Regions from separate parts of the Mus musculus genome. Here regions 2, 3 and 4 are each linked to region 1. Evidence: chromatin contacts called from public Hi-C and HiChIP or PLAC-seq data. All regions are on one chromosome and are shown on one strand. Each heading gives the region's core, a stretch centred on a gene start, on an enhancer-like site or on the middle of the called end of the contact. The rest is flanking DNA. Distances are from core to core; before and after follow the strand shown.

What was found. Hi-C and Micro-C count contacts between places; a contact is called where the count stands out from the background. HiChIP or PLAC-seq counts read pairs in DNA pulled down with a chosen protein or histone mark.
Region 2: a contact with region 1 is called in a Hi-C map of rod photoreceptor, with 2.0 times the contacts expected there. The contact joins the enhancer-like site here to the promoter of Zbtb18 in region 1. A contact is called at or near these places in 7 of 39 promoter capture datasets (the C10 cell line, embryonic stem cells, hippocampal neurons and 3 more), 5 of 484 Hi-C or Micro-C datasets (cerebral cortex, cortical neurons and rod photoreceptor), 1 of 115 datasets of contacts at active chromatin or transcription factors (embryonic midbrain) and 2 of 9 other capture datasets (adipose tissue and liver).
Region 3: an H3K4me3 HiChIP or PLAC-seq map of stem cell-derived neural progenitor cells shows a contact between it and region 1, with 2.2 times the contacts expected there. The contact joins the enhancer-like site here to the promoter of Zbtb18 in region 1. A contact is called at or near these places in 11 of 39 promoter capture datasets (3T3-L1-derived adipocytes, the C10 cell line, the HPC-7 cell line and 6 more), 7 of 484 Hi-C or Micro-C datasets (the HPC-7 cell line, brain, cerebellar granule neurons and 2 more), 14 of 115 datasets of contacts at active chromatin or transcription factors (the 230-238 cell line, bone marrow-derived macrophages, differentiating embryonic stem cells and 9 more) and 5 of 9 other capture datasets (adipose tissue, embryonic stem cells, liver and 2 more).
Region 4: a Hi-C map of B cells shows a contact between it and region 1, with 25 read pairs. The contact joins the enhancer-like site here to the promoter of Zbtb18 in region 1. A contact is called at or near these places in 13 of 39 promoter capture datasets (the 3T3-L1 cell line, the C10 cell line, the HPC-7 cell line and 9 more), 1 of 15 datasets of contacts at CTCF or cohesin (CD8 T cells), 8 of 484 Hi-C or Micro-C datasets (the AML12 cell line, B cells, bone marrow-derived macrophages and 4 more), 19 of 115 datasets of contacts at active chromatin or transcription factors (the 230-238 cell line, T-cell acute lymphoblastic leukemia, acute myeloid leukemia and 15 more) and 4 of 9 other capture datasets (adipose tissue, embryonic stem cells, liver and 1 more).

What each region holds. Positions count from the first base shown.
Region 1 is chr1:177,441,050-177,443,749 of GRCm38.p6, forward strand. It overlaps Zbtb18 (zinc finger and BTB domain containing 18), which reads left to right and starts at 1,302. Exons shown (of 2, transcript NM_001355099.1): 1 at 1,302-1,546.
Region 2 is chr1:177,298,415-177,301,114 of GRCm38.p6, forward strand. All of the region lies in intron 4 of Gm36904 (a long non-coding RNA gene), which reads left to right. Among named protein-coding and RNA genes, the nearest start is that of Gm36904, 42 kb to the left of the region's middle. Within about 2 kb of position 1,302, at least 7 of the 459 cell types and tissues checked have an H3K27ac peak or open chromatin away from gene starts, as enhancers often do. A contact at or near this core is called in rod photoreceptor, where this site is marked.
Region 3 is chr1:177,604,534-177,607,233 of GRCm38.p6, forward strand. No RefSeq gene overlaps it. Among named protein-coding and RNA genes, the nearest start is that of Gm51282, 26 kb to the left of the region's middle. Within about 2 kb of position 1,253, at least 8 of the 459 cell types and tissues checked have an H3K27ac peak or open chromatin away from gene starts, as enhancers often do. A contact at or near this core is called in neural progenitor cells, pro-B cells and stem cell-derived neural progenitor cells, where this site is marked.
Region 4 is chr1:177,665,807-177,668,506 of GRCm38.p6, forward strand. No RefSeq gene overlaps it. Among named protein-coding and RNA genes, the nearest start is that of 2310043L19Rik, 24 kb to the left of the region's middle. Within about 2 kb of position 1,450, at least 39 of the 459 cell types and tissues checked have an H3K27ac peak or open chromatin away from gene starts, as enhancers often do. A contact at or near this core is called in B cells, bone marrow-derived dendritic cells, hematopoietic stem and progenitor cells and 1 more, where this site is marked.

The DNA of each region.
Region 1 (2,700 bases), core at 52-2,551:
AGATTTTGCTCAGCTGCAAGGTTTCCTGGTGAGTTGGTTAGCAACCAGGCTTGCCAGTCAGCGTTCACATAGCAAACAGTAAACACATTTCATTTAGACAATTACTAGTGTGTTGACTTCCTCGCTATGCACTTTTCTTATTGTCTTGAATCATTCTCTCCCCTGCTTGTTACTCAACTTTTTACTTGTGTGTTATTCTTGCCTTCCATTATCTTGAGGGCAGAAATTTTCTACATTTCCTCTTTGCTGGTTAGGCACAAAGAACAGGTAAGGAAGAAGTTTATCTGAAGGGAGAGAGGTGCAACACAAAATAAGGTCTCTCCCTTCCTTACAAAGCCGTGGCTCCTTACGCACCAATTAAGGAACAGACTAAAGCGTCTACAAGTATCAATCTCACTGGAAAGGTCTAAGACTGGTCTCGGGGCAGTGTCTTTGCTTGTCACGGAGAGTACAGACGGGACGCGGGGATCGTGAAAAGAAACGCAGCTGCAACTTGAACAGAGGACGCCGGGGAAAGGCGCCTCTCACAGCCGCTAGGAGCTTGTAGCTCGCATGCACCTGGCGACCGACTCGGCAGGCCGGAGGCGGCGCGTCCCTGAGGAGAACGGGGCCTGGGCGAGCACCGCAGGAGGGCCAGACCCAGCGGCCCCAGGCTGGCCCTGGCCAGCTGCGGCCCCGCGCGCTCGGCCTCCCCGGGACACCTGCCCCGAGAAAAAGTATACTTATGGCCGTCGCGGTGCACGCGGACTCGCTCGCTCCACACCCCCAGAGCGCGCTTGTCTCCAGCCGGGAAGCAGGCCCCTCCCCGCGCAGCTGTCGCCGCCGCCTGCGGGCTCCTTTCACTTTCTCACGGCCAAGTCACCCAGAGGGGAGCCACTGCCGCCGCTACTGCCGCCGCCGCCGCCGCCGCGGTCCGCGAGCTCCGCCCCTCCCCGAGAAGACCACGCCCACCCAACAGTCGCCGTCTGCGATTGGCGCGCGCAAGCGGCAGCTCCTGACCGCCACTCCTATTGGTCGAGCTGCCCCGTCAGTCCCGCCGCTTCTCCGCCCTCCCGGAACACCGCGCTTCTACTGGGCGCCACCGAGGCCGGGGGCGGGCCAGAGACCGGGGCCCGCCGCTTTCGCTCAATCGCTGAGCGGCCGGCAAGGGGCGGCCCGGTCGGGCGGGGCCACATCTGGGCCGCGCCGCCGCGTGCGTGCGTGTGCGTCGTCCGCCCCCCGCCCGCGCCCCGCCCGCCCCGCCCCCCGGCCCGGCGCCGCGCTCGCCCGCCCGCCCGCCCGCTCCCGCCCGTGCGTCTGGCAGGCTGCGGCCGCCGCTGGGCTGCTGCCATGGGGAGCCGTTGAAAGAGTGGGGCCCTGTGGCTCGGCCGCGCGCCTCAGGCTGCCAGCGCGGGCGGGGGGCGGCGGGGGCGCGCGGGGCCCGGGCCGGGGCCGGCGGGCGGGCGGGGGCCGGCGGAGGACGCCCACAAGTCCAGCGGCGGCGGCGGCGGCAGAGGAGGAGGAGGAGGAGGACGCGGCGGGGACGCGGCGACTCGGGCCGCTCCGTGTGAGTCCCCGCGCCCGCCCTGCCCCGCTGCCGACCGTGGGCTCCCGCCGGGCGGAGTTAGTTAGTGTGGCGGAGGGCAGGCGGTGCGGGCTCGCCTCGCCTCGCCTGGCCGCGCTCCCCGGCCGGTGCAGCTGCGGCGCGGGGCGGACTCGGTGCAGCTGCGGCGGCGCCTCCCGGTGCGGAGGGCGGGCGGGCGGGCGGGGGAGGGGGCCGGGCCGCCGCAGCTGCAGCGCCCGGGACGGCCGCGGCTCCGGGGCCGGTGCAGCTGCAGGGCCGGGGGAGGGGGAGGGCGCGGCGCCCGGGTTGCGGTTGCCGGGAGGCCCCGGGGGCTGGCGCGCGGCGGCGGCGACGGGGGAGCGGTCGCCGCGCCGCTTCTTGCGACTTTTCTTTTGTTGTTGCCGCGACCGGGGTCTGTTTTCTCGGCCGTTGTGGAAGGTGCTTTCCTGCTGCACCGGCTCTCTGCCCTGCACCTTCTTCCCCGTGGTTTCACCCTTCCTCTTTCCCTGAAGTGCTTTATGCACCGCGAACTGCGGGAAGATTTGCATCTCCTCTCCCACCCCTGAACCTCACACACACACCCGGGGCACCCTGCCCCCACCTCTGAAAAACAAACCCCCTAACCTCACAGAACCTCCGAGGGTCCGCGGTAGCGGTGGACGGGTCGATCCGTGGAGTGGATGTCTTCGGGCCATTGCGGTGCTTGGGACTCATTAAACTGTCACTCACCCCCACCACCACCCCACTGGGTAAACTGGGTGATTAATGTCGGATATAGTGGAATGGGGCGAGGGCATCTGTGGAAAAGAGGGTGTGTGTGTGGCAGGGAAGTAATGTGTCTATCTGCACAGAGTGCCTCCCGAACGAGTTCAGAATTGTGTCATTCACCGCGAAGTTAGAGAAAGTTAGGTTTGTGACTCGTGAGCGAGAGCAGAACACAGTTGGGGTTTTGTTCTCTAGCTCCCTGCCTCTGTTTTCTAAGCGAGCCTAAGTGGTTGTCGCCTGGGTTGGGACGCTTGTGCCTCAGGCCCCAACTTCTTTTTTCTACTCTCCAACCTCCCAAGGGTCGGTGGAGATGTGTCTGATATTCATAGATGTCGCAGCACCTTGCAGGGCACCCAGCGACCCAGCCCCGGTTACATTAACATTACATCAGC
Region 2 (2,700 bases), core at 52-2,551, 140 kb before region 1:
ATCAGCATCAGAAGTACTGTCTCCACCATCCTGAACAATGCCAAAATCTGCGAAGGGTGGGCCTGAACAGATGGTTTGACAGACTAAAGCATTAGTTTGCTGAGTCTCTGTACAGGCTAATTAATTCTTCATTTTACTAGTGTTTAAAATGATTGCTCAAAACAAGACATCCCTTCAAATGTGTGCTAGGTGAGTCTCCATACATCATTGATTATTAAGATGATTATTCCAAACATCTGTGGGTTGGCATTAAAGAACAAAATTGCCTTACAGGCTCATTTAGTTTAAGGTGTTTTTCAATTTGTAAAAAGACTATAGTTTTAATATTCATACTCTTCTGGATTGTGTTTTCCAGGATACTGCCCAAAACAGTAAGCTGAATTCTCTAACAGATTCAAATTTACAGTTCAGACATGTAATATAGGTAACATCTATTGCTGGAATTTGACTTGAAAGAACGAGGTATTTAGAACTGAATGCTGTAAATCCTAGTTCTGACACACTGCTGTGTAGTCACTTGTCAGGTAACTTCTGCGTACCCTTGGACAGCATGAGTGCTCATGGCTGATCTACCTCCAGCAGAGCATTGAGAGACAGCCTAGTATTACAGAGGAACCTGAGCATGTGTGATGTTTTCACTGCACAAAGCTTTACGTGAGAAAACCTAAGGCTTAAGCTTTTTAATTGTGCTGAATTCTTAACATTTATCAGAGGAGTTCAGGGTTAGTTTCTTTTTACATCACAATCCTAATATTGAAACTAATTATATACCAGTATGATCTGTAAAACTTTTTATCTAAAGCAACCACAGGATTCTCAAGAGCATCTAAATGATACATATAACAAGAAGCAATTGCAAGCCGGGTGTGGTGGCGCACGCCTTTAATCCCAGCACTCGGGAGGCAGAGGCAGGCGGATTTCTGAGTTCAAGGCCAGCCTGGTGTACAACGTGAGTTCCAGGACAGCCAGGGCTACACAGAGAAACCCTGTCTCGACAAAAACAAAAAACAGAAAACAACAAAACAAAAAAAAACAAGCAATTGCAATTCAAATGTATAACATTTCCTTCAACTAATGAGACCTTTCTTGAGAGACAGAATTATTCAGACATGCTGCTTGCTAGACTGTCATTTGGAAGAGAGGCACCAAAACCCAAAGTCTTGAGGTTGAAAATAATTCTGTCACAATTGACTAAGACATAGAGACTCTAATGGGAGGGGGATGGAATGGGGAGAAGGTGGCTAATAGGCTTTCTCCTCTCCCTCAGTGATGCATATATAGGCCAGATTAGACCAGATTAAAGGGTAGATGAAGGTAGATTTATTAGGAGTCAGCTCCCGGCAGGTTCACTAATCTCACAGGCAGAGGTCAGTGAAGTCACACATCCAGGCTAAAGCAAGGTGGTTTTATAGATCTTAGGCAAGGAGTGATGACATGTCAGCTAGGAGCTGGGACTGTTCCCATCATGGTCAAAAACTGAGCCCCTGGATAGGCACTATAGGATGAGTTGCTGAGAATTTGGAGACAAGGAGTGATGACATGTTAGCCTGGAGTTTTCTCTGTGCGGGTGGGGTTGGGGGAAAGAGGGCAGACAGGGTTTCCCGCTTGTGCAGGGTTGAGCAGGAGTTCTAGCCTTACATTGGCCAAGGATAAAAAGTTTCAATTGGAAAGAAAATAAATTCAGGAAATCTATTGTCCACTGTGGTGAGTCTAGCTAAAGATTTATACTTAAAAATAGCTAGCTAGTAAGGTCTTCACTACAAAAACTTTAAAATATATCATACTACTACTCTACTACTTAGCTTGTTAATTAGCTTAATCAGCCAACATTGCACATACATATCAAAATATTATGTCAAAATATTATGAATGTATGTTATTTTTGCCAACAAACATATTAAGAGCTTAAATATAGTAGTAGGTATAAGTGAGATCATGACCTCCTCCTCTTCCTAGTCAATATTATGGAGGTTTTTCTTTATGAGTCTTGGAAAGCAAAGCACTGAGCTGACCACTGTTCTTTCCTACCTTCCTGCCTGCCACTTTCCCAGCAAGCTCTGTCTTACCTTTTATATGGTTTCCTTTGATGTCAGTCTTTCCCCATCCAAACTCTATCCCATAGTACCCTGCTCCTTACCTAGGTCTCATGTGACTCTCACTAGGTAATAAAGGACATTCTCAATTATACTGTTGCTTCCCATTGGGTCCTATTCTACCCTTGACATGTCACATCATCTTACTGAATGTTGATCTTTGCTGCCAGGCTGCATGCTTGGTGGGCTGGAGTGATGGTGGGAAGAGGGTAAGGATTGCACCTCACTTGTTCAGAGTTGTGTCTTTAAAGGATCATCTATTAAGGGGGCTAACAAGTACTTGTTTAATGCTGTATAATAGTCTCCTCTAAGATTGAAATAGACCATTCTCCAAGGAAGCTCCTTAAGCAGGAAGGCAAACAACTCAAAATAACATCAGGAAGTCCATGAAACTGAGCTGATTCACTAAGCCCCGCCCTGCCAGAGCAAGTGATAAAAGAAAGAATCCCTTTCAGTGAAGTGCAGCTGAGCTTCGAAGAGGATTCTCAGAAGAGAAGACTCGGACCAGACCAGCTGCCTGGAAAAGGCAGAAACCACCCAAGCTGCCTAGAAGAGGTTTAACCCAACTCAGGCACATGAAAGGACATGATTCAACCTGTTGAGCTGC
Region 3 (2,700 bases), core at 3-2,502, 160 kb after region 1:
CTAACCACAATAGCCATGCAACTCCTGTGTTCTTTTGGTCTTTTGTCACCCTTCTGCTTGACTGTAAACTCCATTAGCATAGTGACTGTGTCCGCCCTGTTCACTAGTCTCCCCAAAACACAGCCTGTGTCTGGCCCTCATAGGCCAGAAATCATCGAGTCATGGATAGAATGTTCCAGACTTTCATGGCAGCTCTACTTCCTGTCTCCCCTTATTTCCCATGTCTCCTAGAGCCCCCTCCTTGCCCTTTTCTTCATTCCATCACACAAGCCACGCCCCGTTTCCTTCCCTTCTAGCCCGTGCTCTGCTGATTCTACGTTCATCTTCACATTCCCAGCGCCTGCACCAGCACCAGGCACCAGGTAGTCACTGAATGAGCACGGAGTGGAAGTGGGTTGTACGGGTGTGTTTTCGTAATGAGAATCTGAGAGTTCCCCACCATGGAACATTCTCTGGGAGGGAGTTCTTTATGATAATTTGGTAATGAATCTCTCTCTTCGAGGACAGCACCTGATTGGGAACCAGGACCTACAGCAGAGCAGGGAAGATCTGGTGTGGTATGTGCCACACATGGATGTTTATGTCATAGCTCATATACATATTTTTCTTCCTCAAAAAAAAAAAAGAAAGAAAGAAAAAGAAAAAAAATCCTTAGAAAAATAAAGAAAATGTCAAAGCCTTTTAAAGGGCGTGATCACGCTGAGTAATAGGCCCTTCCTTGATTTTTTTTTTTTTTTTTTTTTTACATTATTTCAGTGAAGATGTTTTTATGGCAGTGGTTAAAAATAAAAGACATTTTGGAGCTTCTCAGTAAATGAAGCACCACAGACTCTTGAGTTTTGTTGTTTTCCCCCTAAAATTAATATAATTAATTAAAGCCCAATGTTAGTCTGATCTACAATCTGTGAGTCAATGAGTCACAGCATCTTATGCTAATAGGGCTATGCTGCACTCTCAGCTCCCGACTGAAAGCCTCAGAAGCCAGAAGCTGTCCCAAGCAAAGGGGTGGGGGGATGGGTGCCAAAGACTCCAGGAGTGGGAGATCCCCCTCACTGGGCCATAGTGTGTTTGGAGTGGAGGAATGTGGGAATAACTTGGACAGACAACTGCTTTTATCAAGTGTGAGAAATTAGCCTAAGTGAATTTCAATGTAATTGCAGGAGCAGCTGGCAGAGGCTAATGTCTGTTCGGGTGTGCTTTCTCGGGAACGGCACCTCCGTTCTGTTCCCTGGGAAAGGATGAGGGGCTCTCAAGCTTCACATCTCTGCTGTCAACGCTCACAGGCTGGCCTTGGCCTGAGGTCATGCTGGGGCCACACACACACACACACACACACAGAGACTGGTCCTTCCTTGGGAGGCTTATCTTTTGCTTCCCTCCCCACAGCTTTGAAAACAACTATAATGGACTGCTGGTGTTGACCTCTAAAGCTCCAGGTCTTTGGTGGTCCATTAAAATGGAACTATTGTCTAGATGGCGCCTGGTCTAGCATCCTGAGTTCTTCTGATTCATCATGGTAGGATCTCATACTGACTTTAAAGATTAAAGTTCCTGGGCTGGGGCTATAGCTGAGTTGGTAGAGTACTTGCCTAACAAGTACGAAGTCCTGAGTTCAATCCCCAGTGCTACATAAACCCAGGTATGGTGGTGGTACCTGTCTATAGTTCTAGCACCCAGGAAGGAGAATCAGTGAGGTTGGGAGTTCAAAGTCATCTTCAGTTACATAGTGAGCACAAGGCCAACATGGCCCACATTAAACTGTCTCCAAAAAAAAAAAAAAAATGGTGCTTTTAAGAATCTTCTTAGACCAAACCACTTGTCCTTTGGGGGTTCACAGCCTCTGCAGGGACAGGAAGTATTCTATTTAGGTGGAGGCTAATGCTTGTAATGATCTCCTAGGATACTCCAAACCACACAGTATTCAGGACTTTATTTGACACTACCGTAATTTCCTTTCCGTGGGTGAAGATTTTGCCCTTCTTAAAATCATGGAGAATGCCAGACATGAAGGCCCATGCCTGTAATCCCAGCAATCAGGAGGCAGAGGCAGGTGGATCTCTGAGTTCAAGGCCAGCAGATTCTGGGAGTTCCAGGACAACCAGGGCTACATAGAGAAACCCTGTCTCAGGGGTTGGGAGTGGGAGGGACTTAACGAATTATTTATAGGAGGAAGGGTTTCTACAGACAAAAGGGAAGATCTAAGATCCCAAGACACTGAGAAGGCTCTGGGAGAGGTGGAACAGAGATACTACCATGAGGACGAGGGATACCAATGTCACCCTTCAGTGTAGGGTTTGCCTTGGCTAACCCCAACCTCCATCTTGCCATCCCCAAAGCCTGGGGCTACCAGAGAAGCCATCATTCAGGACCTCCTGGGAACCATCTGGCCTCAGCGCTGAGCTGGTGGCTCCAGCTTGACCTGCCGTGTCCTTTCTCACGAGCAAGCGTTCTGGAGTGTCAGCTCTCAGAACTGCTGGGAGAGGAGGAGTGTTCTTATCTCTAAGAATGACCCTGGATGATAGACGCCATCCAGCCCCTGTTTCCCGATGTTTCCAAAAAGATGGCTGAGCTCTCCTTTTTTTTTTTTTTTTCCAGTGAGGGCCTCCAACCAGCAACAGGGCTTTCTCTGGGTACTGGCTGTGAATATAAAGTCCCTGCCTAACCCGGCCCTGCCAGTGTTACAGCCGTGTTTTTATGAGC
Region 4 (2,700 bases), core at 200-2,699, 220 kb after region 1:
GAGTCCAGCATGGCTGTGCACAGGGCAAGGCCAGTTCCAGTGGGCACCATGGACCTGAAAAAATTAGTGAAGAACAGCGGTCTGCTCTTACTAACATTCTCAATTTGAACACTATGAACTCTACACCATTTCCTGATTTTATGCTCCTCCACACCCCTGGGATTCTCCAGCCAGCTTTAGAGAAAGATGCCATGAAGTTCTCAAGACTAAAATAATGTCAACTTGTATTTCTCCTATGTGACTAGAATGTGCCTGCTTACCAGGCGGCAGGTAGAAGACAATACCATATAGTATTGATCCCTGAGAGGTCCTGCAGGTTCTGAGCACAGAGTGACGTGTTATAGTGGTCAGGAAAATGTCACGGCAAGTATTCAGAATATGTAGCAGGGAAGACAACTCCTCTCTCCACAATAAACTTACGGTCCTGCTGGAGTCCCAAGAATTCACTGACCCTGTTTCATCATCAAGAACACCTAAGTTAGTTACTCCCCCCCCCCAATATTTCATATAATAAATAACAAAGAGAGGGTTGGAACCCAAGCAACCTCACACTTCAGGACTTGGGATCCCATTGGTAACATCAGCCCAGGAGTCCAGGCTAGGAGCACTATACTTGTTTCTGTGGTTGTGAACTTAGTTTTAAGATCACCAGAAGAGGGTTGAAGATTTGTCTCAGTGGTATAGAGGCCTAGAAGCACAAGGCCTTGGGTTTAGTCCTCTGCTCCAAGGGGAGAACAAAAGTCACCGGAAGAACATAAGATGGCCTTTCTTGAAGAGCCACAAATGTAAATCTCTTGAGTTCCACTTGACTGTGCACAGGAGGAATCTATTCCAATGGGAGCCATGTTCCCAATGTTCAGATTTGTGCATCAAATCTAAAATGAGATTGAAAGGAGCAGAGACACACTGGTCGTAGTCTGATGCCAGACACTGGAGCTTGGTGTATGTATCAGAAATACTCATTTTCATTTTAATTATGTTCATCTCTGTCGCAAAGATCCCTGATGTACATCGTGCATGCAGTGATGTTTCCCAGTGACCCAAACAGAAATTCTGTGGGTGAGGGACGGGGAACAGGAGACAGGATTTCAGGTAGTCTAGGCTGGCTATGAGGCTGAGCATGAACTTAAACTTCTGATCCCTCCACTTCCACCTCTGTAGTGCTGGTATTACAAGCATGCACTATCATGCTCCAGCTGTAGTGCTGAAAATCCAACTCAGGGTTTTGAAGCAGCACTCGGCCAGGTAAGCCACATCCCAAAAGTTAGTTTCTAAAACGCTAAAGCAATGACCATTTCATGGGCATGGATGCTTAGTGTCCCTCCAAGGATCCCACTAAGAAGAGTAACACTAGTTGAGAATGTATTTGAACGGCCTCCTAACTACATTGTAACCTCTCTGGTGAAAGAAACTATGGAAAGTGAAAGTGAAGCTGTGTAAGGAAGTTGTGTCTGCCCTGGACAGGAGACCAAGACAGCAAAGTCAAGGGTGGAGACCTGGGGACCTCACCTCCAAGCACAGAAAAGGAGCCCAAGATCATCCTCCAGAAAATACTTGGATCACATGTTTTCATGATGGTGTTACATCGCCTGTCCATCCTCTCCCTTATTCAGCCTGGGAAAACTTGCCATTAGCATGGGTGTTTTTGATTCCAAGTGAGACTCCTGGCTTCATGTCTACCCACAACCACTGATGTCATGTCTAAGGGAGTCATCACCTCAGTCCTTTAGGGACTTCCTTAGGGGCTCAGAATCTGAGCCACCATACGGATTTGTAAAACCAAAAGATTCAAACATGCAAAATAGATTGAGGCTGTGTGTGCGTAAGTTGCTGGAAGGTGGTCAGCGTGTGGTCAATGAAGAGGGAACAGGGGGTTTTTGCTTTTTCTTGTGACTTCCCTGTTTCAGACCATGGCAGTCCCACCCTTCTGACACTCAAGGGCAAAACCTCAGAGCCATTCGATTCTCCTTTCTCCCCTTCCTCCTCATCGCCTCGACTGTGTTAGATGTGAGGTCGACTCTTTTACCAACTCTCCATTCTCTCTAGCTCTGCCTTCATCTGATCTTCCTTTTGTCAAATTACCAAATTACTACCAAATCCAGTCAAATCATTTGAGGACTTTTGTCCTGTTTGCTTTGCTTTGCTTTGCTTTGCTTTGCTTTGCTTTGCTTTGCTTTGCTTTGCTTTGCTTTGCTTTGCTTTGCTTTGCTTTGCTTTGCTTTGCTTGGGTTTTGTTTGTTTGTTTGTTTGGAGACAGGGTCTCTCCTTCTCCCTCTCCCCCTGCCCCTCCCTTCCTCTCCCCCTCCCCCTCCCCCTCCCCCTCCCCCTCCCTCTCCCTCTCCCCCTCCTCCTCCCCCTCCTCCTCTCCCTCTTTCTCTCGATAGCCCTGGCTGTTCTGGAACTCACTATGTAGACCAGGCTGGTATTCAACTCACAGAGATCCACCTGCCTCTGCATCCAGAGGGCTGAGACAAAAGGCATGCACCAACATGGCCAACCTTTTTAGAAGACTTTAGACTCATCATTGATAGAGGATTTTATTTTCTAAAAATGCCAGATCACTCACCCCCAGTCCTCATGTTTCATATGACTTGGGCATTCCCAACTGGAAATATGGTCTATGTTCCTTACTTAATAGGGATTGAGAATCATGAGTGACATTATGTGACTTCTTGCAAATTTTGGACGTGTGTGTGTGTG